Regions from separate parts of the Mus musculus genome. Here region 2 is linked to region 1. Evidence: chromatin contacts called from public Hi-C data. All regions are on one chromosome and are shown on one strand. The core of a region is the stretch at or near the end of the contact, and the rest is flanking DNA. Distances in the headings are between cores, read along the strand shown.

Region 1 (3,818 bases), core at 559-3,058:
TAATTGCATGAGCTATTTTGGGAATGAGAGCTAACATGTAATTAATTGCGGGACCCTTGTTCACATCCCCCTAGAAGAAGAGTCTCTGAGGAGATGAGTTCGTAGAAATGATGTCTATTTTAAAGCTGAGGGTGCATCTCATCTTCATTATTCTCTGCATCTTACTAGGAAAGCATGAGAACCTAGACATTGCTGAATCAAGCTCTAAGGCCCTTGACTTTGCCTGTTCATTGGAAACATCCTTGCAAAGCCTTCAGTGCTGGGAGACCTAATTGGCAGAGCATCCTATCATACATGAAGGCAACATCTGCCTCACATGGACATCTTAAGGTCCAAAGGGCCATGTGAAAACACTCAGTCTTTCCAAACAGAGGAGTCACCATACTGTCTCCATAATTTCACTACCATCATCTCAGAATAGTTCTTGACTGACTTTGTTTCTTTCTGTTAAAAGAATAAATTTCTCCCTCCAAATTTCATTAAGTTGAAACCATAAACTCAGGTGCCTTAGAGTGTGCATATATTGAGGATCACCTTAAAAGGGGTGATCAAATCAAAAGAGATTATTAAGGTATGTCTTAATTGAACATTGCTATGTAATTATGAGAATGGAGATCAGGATGTAGACATACACACAGACACACACGCAGAGACACACACACAAACACACACATACAGACACACACTGCAATACTTTGGTCTTGAAACTGTGCCAAAAGTAAAGGAAAATACATCTCTGTGGTTGAAACCGTGAGATTCTGTGGTGTTTTGTCAGAGTGATCGAGCAAGTTCATACACTCTCTATTCCCATGAGGTATATTGTGCCCCTCTCTGGCATCTGCTTTCCCTTCTGCCATAAGAAATGAAATGCTCCTGCTTCATGAACCAGATGAGTTCACACAAAACACTGAGGAGTATGTACTACAGAATTTAGTCAGCACCACCTCCTGTTAATATTGTACTGGTAGTTTAGGTGGCCGAATGCCAAATAAAACAAATCAAGAGCCAGTCTAGTCCCATGTCTCTTCAGAAGTGCAGTGGGGTAGTTCACAGTTCCCATGGAGAACTTCTTCAGAACATTCAAGATAACAACAGTCACCATTTTTTCTACTCACTGAGGTGTTTTTATGTGGCCTTTGGCATTCTCCAAATTTCTGGCCTTCTATGTTAAACAAAGGTGTCAAACTAGTTGTTATTTTGACATTTTTAACTGAATAGAATCAGTCTTTATATACTGCCATGCAAATAATCCTGTGTTCATGGCCTGGGGGGGTCATAGGTTAATTTTCTAAAGACTGGTTGTGATGGCATTTATATTGAACAGCACCAATCCTACTGGTATTTTTCAGTTACTTTCCAGTTGATGTGATGTAATATCTGACGAAAAGCAGCTTAAGGTAGGAAGGTCTATTCTAAATCACGTGGTGCAGTGTGTCTATCATGGTAGCAGGAGTGTGAGGTCATCTGTAGTCATGCAGCAGAGAGAAATGAATTAGTGCTCAGATCGCTTTCTCCTTTTGATTCAGGCCAAAGCCCAGCCCATGGGAAAGGACTAGCTCACATTTAGTATGGGTCTTCTCTGCTCATTTAAACCTTTCAGAAAATACCCTCATACACAGAGATGTGTTTCTATGGTGATGCTAAATCTTGTCGACTTGTCAGTGAAGAGGAACCACACAACACCTAAGCTAGTTGTATGCATGGCATTTTCAATAAGATTCTTTAAGCACCCCTTGTATACAGATGAGACATTGGTGACATAGGCTCTGGAGCAGTGTGGATTCTGGTTCCTATTTCATCATCTCCTGCAGTCCTGTTGCCTTAGCAACACTCTAACAATATCTCACTGCAGATCTCACTTACGTGCAAATAGCCATGGAGAGAGAGATGGGCCACATACCTACTCTGGCTCTGGGGCATTCCCTGAAGGGTCGCAGGGGTTCCTTATGGTAGCATCTCAGTTTTGTCTATCTCCTCAAGGAGAGATTTTCACTAAAGTTCTACAAATACTGTGCCTGGTGATATCTTCTTGCTCTCTCTTGAAAATGGGTAATCCTGAGTTGATTTAATTTGAAATATGCCAGTAGTTACTTCCAGGCAGTACAGCTTAATTTGGTTTTCAAAAGTTATCAGTGAGGGAATGTTTTAAAAGTCGTATTTTCCTTAAACATGTTCTGAAGAATTCCAGGCCAACCCAACCTTCCTGAAAAGATGTGTCTCTGTCACATTCCTTCAAATGTGTCAAATCCAAATCAACTAAAATTTCCATGGGATAATAGGCTTCTTTATGAGCTTTCCCTGTGTGGTTAGGGATAGGGGTGGTGGGGTGGGGAGCTGGACAGCTGGCCTCTTCCATGAATGACAAGGAGGTTTTAAGTATGAGGAAATGTCTTGGGTGGCTGCAGTGCCTCTGATTAGTACAGCCCATGCCTCATCTCACAGATTCTAGGGTTGTTGATGGAGTATCCTGTTGCCTGGAGGATGTTTGAGATCCATTCCGATACCTCACGGCAGGGTAGTAGGATCCTTCCTTCTTTAGATAAACTTGTGTGATTCAGCAGATATGTCGAAATCAGTGAATTCCAACTGAGATCCGATCTCTCCAAGGAAACACAGTGTGACTGTAAGTTACCTTTGATGCCACCGTGCCTTTGAATGTGTGATACTTTTGCTTTGGATTCAGACCTGGAGGAAGAAGGTACTCTGAAAAGCATGATTCCTGGTTTGGTTGCTTTCATCCTTGATCATAATTCTAATACTGAGACCTACTCAGAAGTAGATAATGTAGATTCTACAGAACAATAATAACAAGAAGAAAAGGGACAAATGCTGGAGTCAAAGACATTCCTTGGTAGATTTTGCTTTATTTTATTTTGCTTTATTTTATTTTGCTTCATTTTATTTTATTTTATTTTATTTTATGTTATTTTATTTTATTTTATTTGCTCTAGTGGAAGAACATACTATAGAGCCTTAGTTTGTGTAAACATAGTGGATTAAAAAGGAAAGTAGCAGCCTGTGTGTGTGTGTGTGTGTGTGTGTGTGTGTGTGTGTGTATGTGTTTGCCTGTGGAAGCCAGAGATCAATGTTACGCAACAAGGAATACTCAACATTGAGTGGGTGCAGGGATTGGTTAGAACTCAGGTACTGGTGCTTAAGTGGTGAGCACTAGACAGATGAGCCATCTCAGATTTTCTTTTTGGGTTTTGTTTTGAGATAAGATGTCACTTGTAGTCTAGCACAGGCTTCCCTCAAACTTGCTGGACCCTTTAGCTGTTATGTAATTATTCTGTAGCACTGTTGGGCATGTATTCAGGCTTCTTCTGTCTCTGTGACAGCCGGTTGGTGTTAGACATCATCTATAAAGCTCATGGTGGGCTCTTTAGTTACAAACAAATTGCCAAGAAATCTCATAACATTTTAAGAATGTTCACGATCTTGCCATGAACTACATTTGTGGCTAACCTCAGCTGCATGGGGCCCACGAGCCTGCAGTTAGACATGTCTGGTAGAATAACCAAACATAGTGTCAGGAGGGGATTTTAGCAAGGATGCAAATGCATGTGGTCTCTGCCCTCCTTCCTAAGCCGGCCCTTGAGCATGTTCTCTCTCTCTCTCTCTCTCTCTCTCTCTCTCTCTCTCTCTCTCTCTCTCTCTTCTCAAACAGCCTAAGGTTAAACACAGAATTGAAGATGTACTTAAATGAAGACCTTGAACCAAATCCCAGCTCTGTGTCATTACAACAATGCCAGACCAAAGTTCCTGCAGATTTTCCATCTCAATTTAAGAAAAGAGTAATCCGAGATCTCTGTAAGAGA
Region 2 (3,556 bases), core at 275-2,774, 69 kb before region 1:
TCCATTCAAGCCCCAGATGGTTGGACGTCTGCTCCAGGCATGTCTTATCAGGCTTGGAGTCTTCAGCTCTCTTTGTAACTCTATGGATAATGATTTACTAAATCTTATTCAACCTATGAAAATCTCTTTCTTATAAAATGAAGATATGCTCAATTTAAAATGAACTAAACCTCATTCCAAAGAACCTCTTGTTTCATTCTGAGTTCACTGGTACTTTATGGACAGTTAGTACTATCTTACATTTTATTCCATATTCTAAATATTATTTTTTTCATGAGAGATATTGTCAATAGTCTTTGTCTTCCCTCCAGCCTCTGGTGAGAGTTGGAGACAGAAGACTAGCCAATGACTTATGTCTAAGCCTTTGGCTAACTGCCTATTCTAAGAAGTTGTGAGGAGCCTTAAACGTTAGTTAGATAAATGTCTTAAGTGACTTTAAACATTTATTTTGTTGTTCTTTTTGAGAATGTCACACACGAATAATGTATTTACATCGTTTATTTCCATTCCACCCTCTCCCTGCTCCAACTTTTCCTGCATGCTTCCCATTCTTTCTCAAGTTTCTTCACAGTGATGCCAGGTGACATCACAACATAGATAGGGGAAATCTCATAAGACACTACCCTTAGATCAAGAACTACAGGCAACCAATGACTACTGAGAAGGGAAGAATCTGCCTTCTCCTGGCACAAGCTCCCAGATAGGTTAGCCAATCCCAAGTGGTTAGTTTTAAATACACACACACACACACACACACACACACACACACACACACACACTGGTTAGCAATGGCCAACAAGTTGAATTTATATAAACGTATGTGACTAAAGACTTTGTCCTATTTGTAAAAGAATACTCACCCAGCAGGCAGGGCAGGCTCACCTGCATTCAGTCCCTTAAGGAAGGCAAGCACTCTTCCACAGTGAAGCCAGCAGCTCTTACTACTGGGAGGTTTGGGAAATGAGAGTGTGATATTCCGTTTTCCTTCTTCTTGCTCCTCTAAATGATGACAAATTGCCTGGCTGTAAATTTGAAAGTCCCTAAATGGCATTTTTTATCAAAGCCTTTCTCACAAAATGCTTACTGGAAGAGATTTAGAAGTCTTGGGAGGCTGGGTGGCAGGAGCGAGCTGGGCTGATTATTATGCACCGTGACACAGTGCGTTATGCATTACGCACAGTGCATTATGCATGGTTCTTGCTCTTCTGCCTTTTAAACTCTTGTTATGGATGATGAAGCTAATTTAAACGGACAAACGGGTGCTCTCCTGCGCATTACCCCTGTGATGTCATATTCTTCCTCCAAGGAGTTTCGAGGCAGCCTCCCTTGGAAGCTTCCCAAACACACACATTTTAGTAAGACACTTTAATAATTAGCTTAGAGATCATTGTCAGTCAGGGGGAAATAACCTTTTATCATAGGTGCTTTGAAAGTGGCGCGTTCCAGGGAAGAAAAGAGCGTTGCAATCTGCACTCATGCTGGCTTCTGGCTTCCCTTTCCCTCCTGGCGTTTGTGTGGAATAAAATACTACAAATGGGGAAAGAGTATGAATAAGGAGAAGAGTGGGTGTAGAAGGGGAAGCCAGAGCTGTCAAATTGTTAAGACAAATGGGGCTTAGAGAATCCTAATTAAACCTGAAATTGCTTAGAAACAGGAAGTATGCATTCCTAATTGTTGGTACCAGTTTTTTTTTTTTTCTTTTTAAGACCTAATTTACTCTGTGTCTTTAAGTAAGGATAACCCATTATTTGGCTGTCCCAGATTTCAATCTTTAACCCACTGAGGAGATGAAGAGAGTGTCTTTTAAAAGGCTCCAAATATCACTTGCATCAGATAAAAAGTCACAACGGAGCAGGGCTGGAAGCTGCCTGTAGAGTTCTGTTTTGAATATTCTTCTCCTCTGTGGAGTCTGGTTATATCCTTGGAAAAGCAATGTCCGAATGCTCAGTAATATTGGTTGCACATTTGACGCACACACACCAGCGTTCTTGAAATGAGAAAGAAAGCAAGTTTGTTCTAGAGACACCTTGCAGTGTGACTTCAGTAGTAATGGCGGGTGAGGACTCTGCTTCCTGAGAAGCTGCTATGGCCTCAGAAGTGGGTGTGAATAGCACCCCCTTCTCCTCTGTCATGGAGATGATCAGTGCCCCTCACCCCTTTTGTACTTAGGGACAGACTTCCAGCCCTCGAAGTCTCCAGTTCTTCATTACAAAATTCAGAACAATTCAGGATGGATCACTGACCTTCCTTCAAATCTCTGTCCAAGCTTCACACCACAGTGGCTTCCAGCAGCACCGTAGTTTCCATTATTTTCAAAAGTCATATTAGACTCAGATCCTTCTCTTAAATCCAACTTCTTCTTCTGTGTCTTCTGACATTGTTTCCATGACAGACTGGAGAGAGCTACAGGACAACACTATTCGGGTCTCAGGAGACCTCAGCCATGCTGCCTTGCTGAGGTAATGGAACTTGAGTGGTTCTGATCTACTGAACTCTTTCTATATGATAGACCCTGGGTTAGAATTTCTAATTCCTAACTCTAGTTGTCACAGAAACCTGTCCTGCATCATAAATAGTCAAAGGATTACTCAGGGTCATAGAGGTGACCTCACATCATCAACATTGGGATGATGTTAAAGACCTAAGTCCCTATGATCTCTACTTCATGACACAATTATAAAGAAGTACAGTGGTCATAACACCTGTGGAAATGCCCAAGAAAAGGGAACTAACAGGTGCTGGTCACTTTTATTATTACCTTTTCAATATCCTCCTTGGAAAGCAGACCCAATCACAGGTGCTCCAGGAGAGGGAGAGGGACTTTCCAGGGAGATGAGGTTAGGGACAACTGATTACCAATAGGACCAGGATCTAAATTCAGATCTGCCTGCTGTGGAAGTTCCCAGTGTTCTACCCAACGTTCCAGTATTCTGGCTCACCAAACTATCCAATATGTTCATGCTCTATGAGTTCATTTGTTGGGACATGCCACGCCCTTTTCCTTCCCAGTGAAGCTCTAGTAAAACAGCATCTTAGGTTCCCAGGTTCCCTGAGTGACTTTTCTCCCTGAAGATGAATACACTGCCCATTCTATGGTAGAACATACGAGGTTCTTGGGAGCTCCTGATGTGCCAAGGGCATGTTTTCTCAGCATGGAAGTTGTGTTGGCTAATGATGGCCAAACGGGGTATAGGCTAAAATGCAAATGTCTTTTTCGGTCTTCTCTGACACAAGAGTACCCACGCAGGCTGTCAGAAATGTAGAACCCTCTGCTTCTGCCATTACAGAGTGCCCTACCTCTGTTCTTCTGCAATGACAATCCTTTGGCCCAAAGTCAGCCACAAATTCTACATATCATGTTGATGGGATTTTCCCTCAAAGATTGACTTGATAGGACCTTATCTAAATGATCTATTACTCTCTGGTCTGCACTCCTGCTCTTTGCCAAAATGCTTTGTTCATGAGTCCCTTGCAAGGATTATTTGATGACCTGGATATAACGTCCATTTTCCTCACCATTAGAATTCAACTAAATAAATAATTATTGAATAATCAC

The links. A called contact is a pair of places that touch in the nucleus more often than the background predicts.
Region 2: a Hi-C map of cortical neurons shows a contact between it and region 1, with 2.2 times the contacts expected there. The contact joins two enhancer-like sites. A contact is called at or near these places in 6 of 484 Hi-C or Micro-C datasets (bone marrow-derived macrophages, cortical neurons, forebrain neurons and 2 more) and 1 of 115 datasets of contacts at active chromatin or transcription factors (a beta-TC-6 cell line).

What each region holds. Positions count from the first base shown.
Region 1 is chr16:97,073,326-97,077,143 of GRCm38.p6, reverse strand. All of the region lies in intron 1 of Dscam (DS cell adhesion molecule), which reads left to right. Among named protein-coding and RNA genes, the nearest start is that of Dscam, 96 kb to the left of the region's middle. Within about 2 kb of position 1,808, at least 13 of the 459 cell types and tissues checked have an H3K27ac peak or open chromatin away from gene starts, as enhancers often do. A contact at or near this core is called in cortical neurons, where this site is marked.
Region 2 is chr16:97,142,684-97,146,239 of GRCm38.p6, reverse strand. All of the region lies in intron 1 of Dscam (DS cell adhesion molecule), which reads left to right. Among named protein-coding and RNA genes, the nearest start is that of Dscam, 26 kb to the left of the region's middle. Within about 2 kb of position 1,524, at least 14 of the 459 cell types and tissues checked have an H3K27ac peak or open chromatin away from gene starts, as enhancers often do. A contact at or near this core is called in cortical neurons, where this site is marked.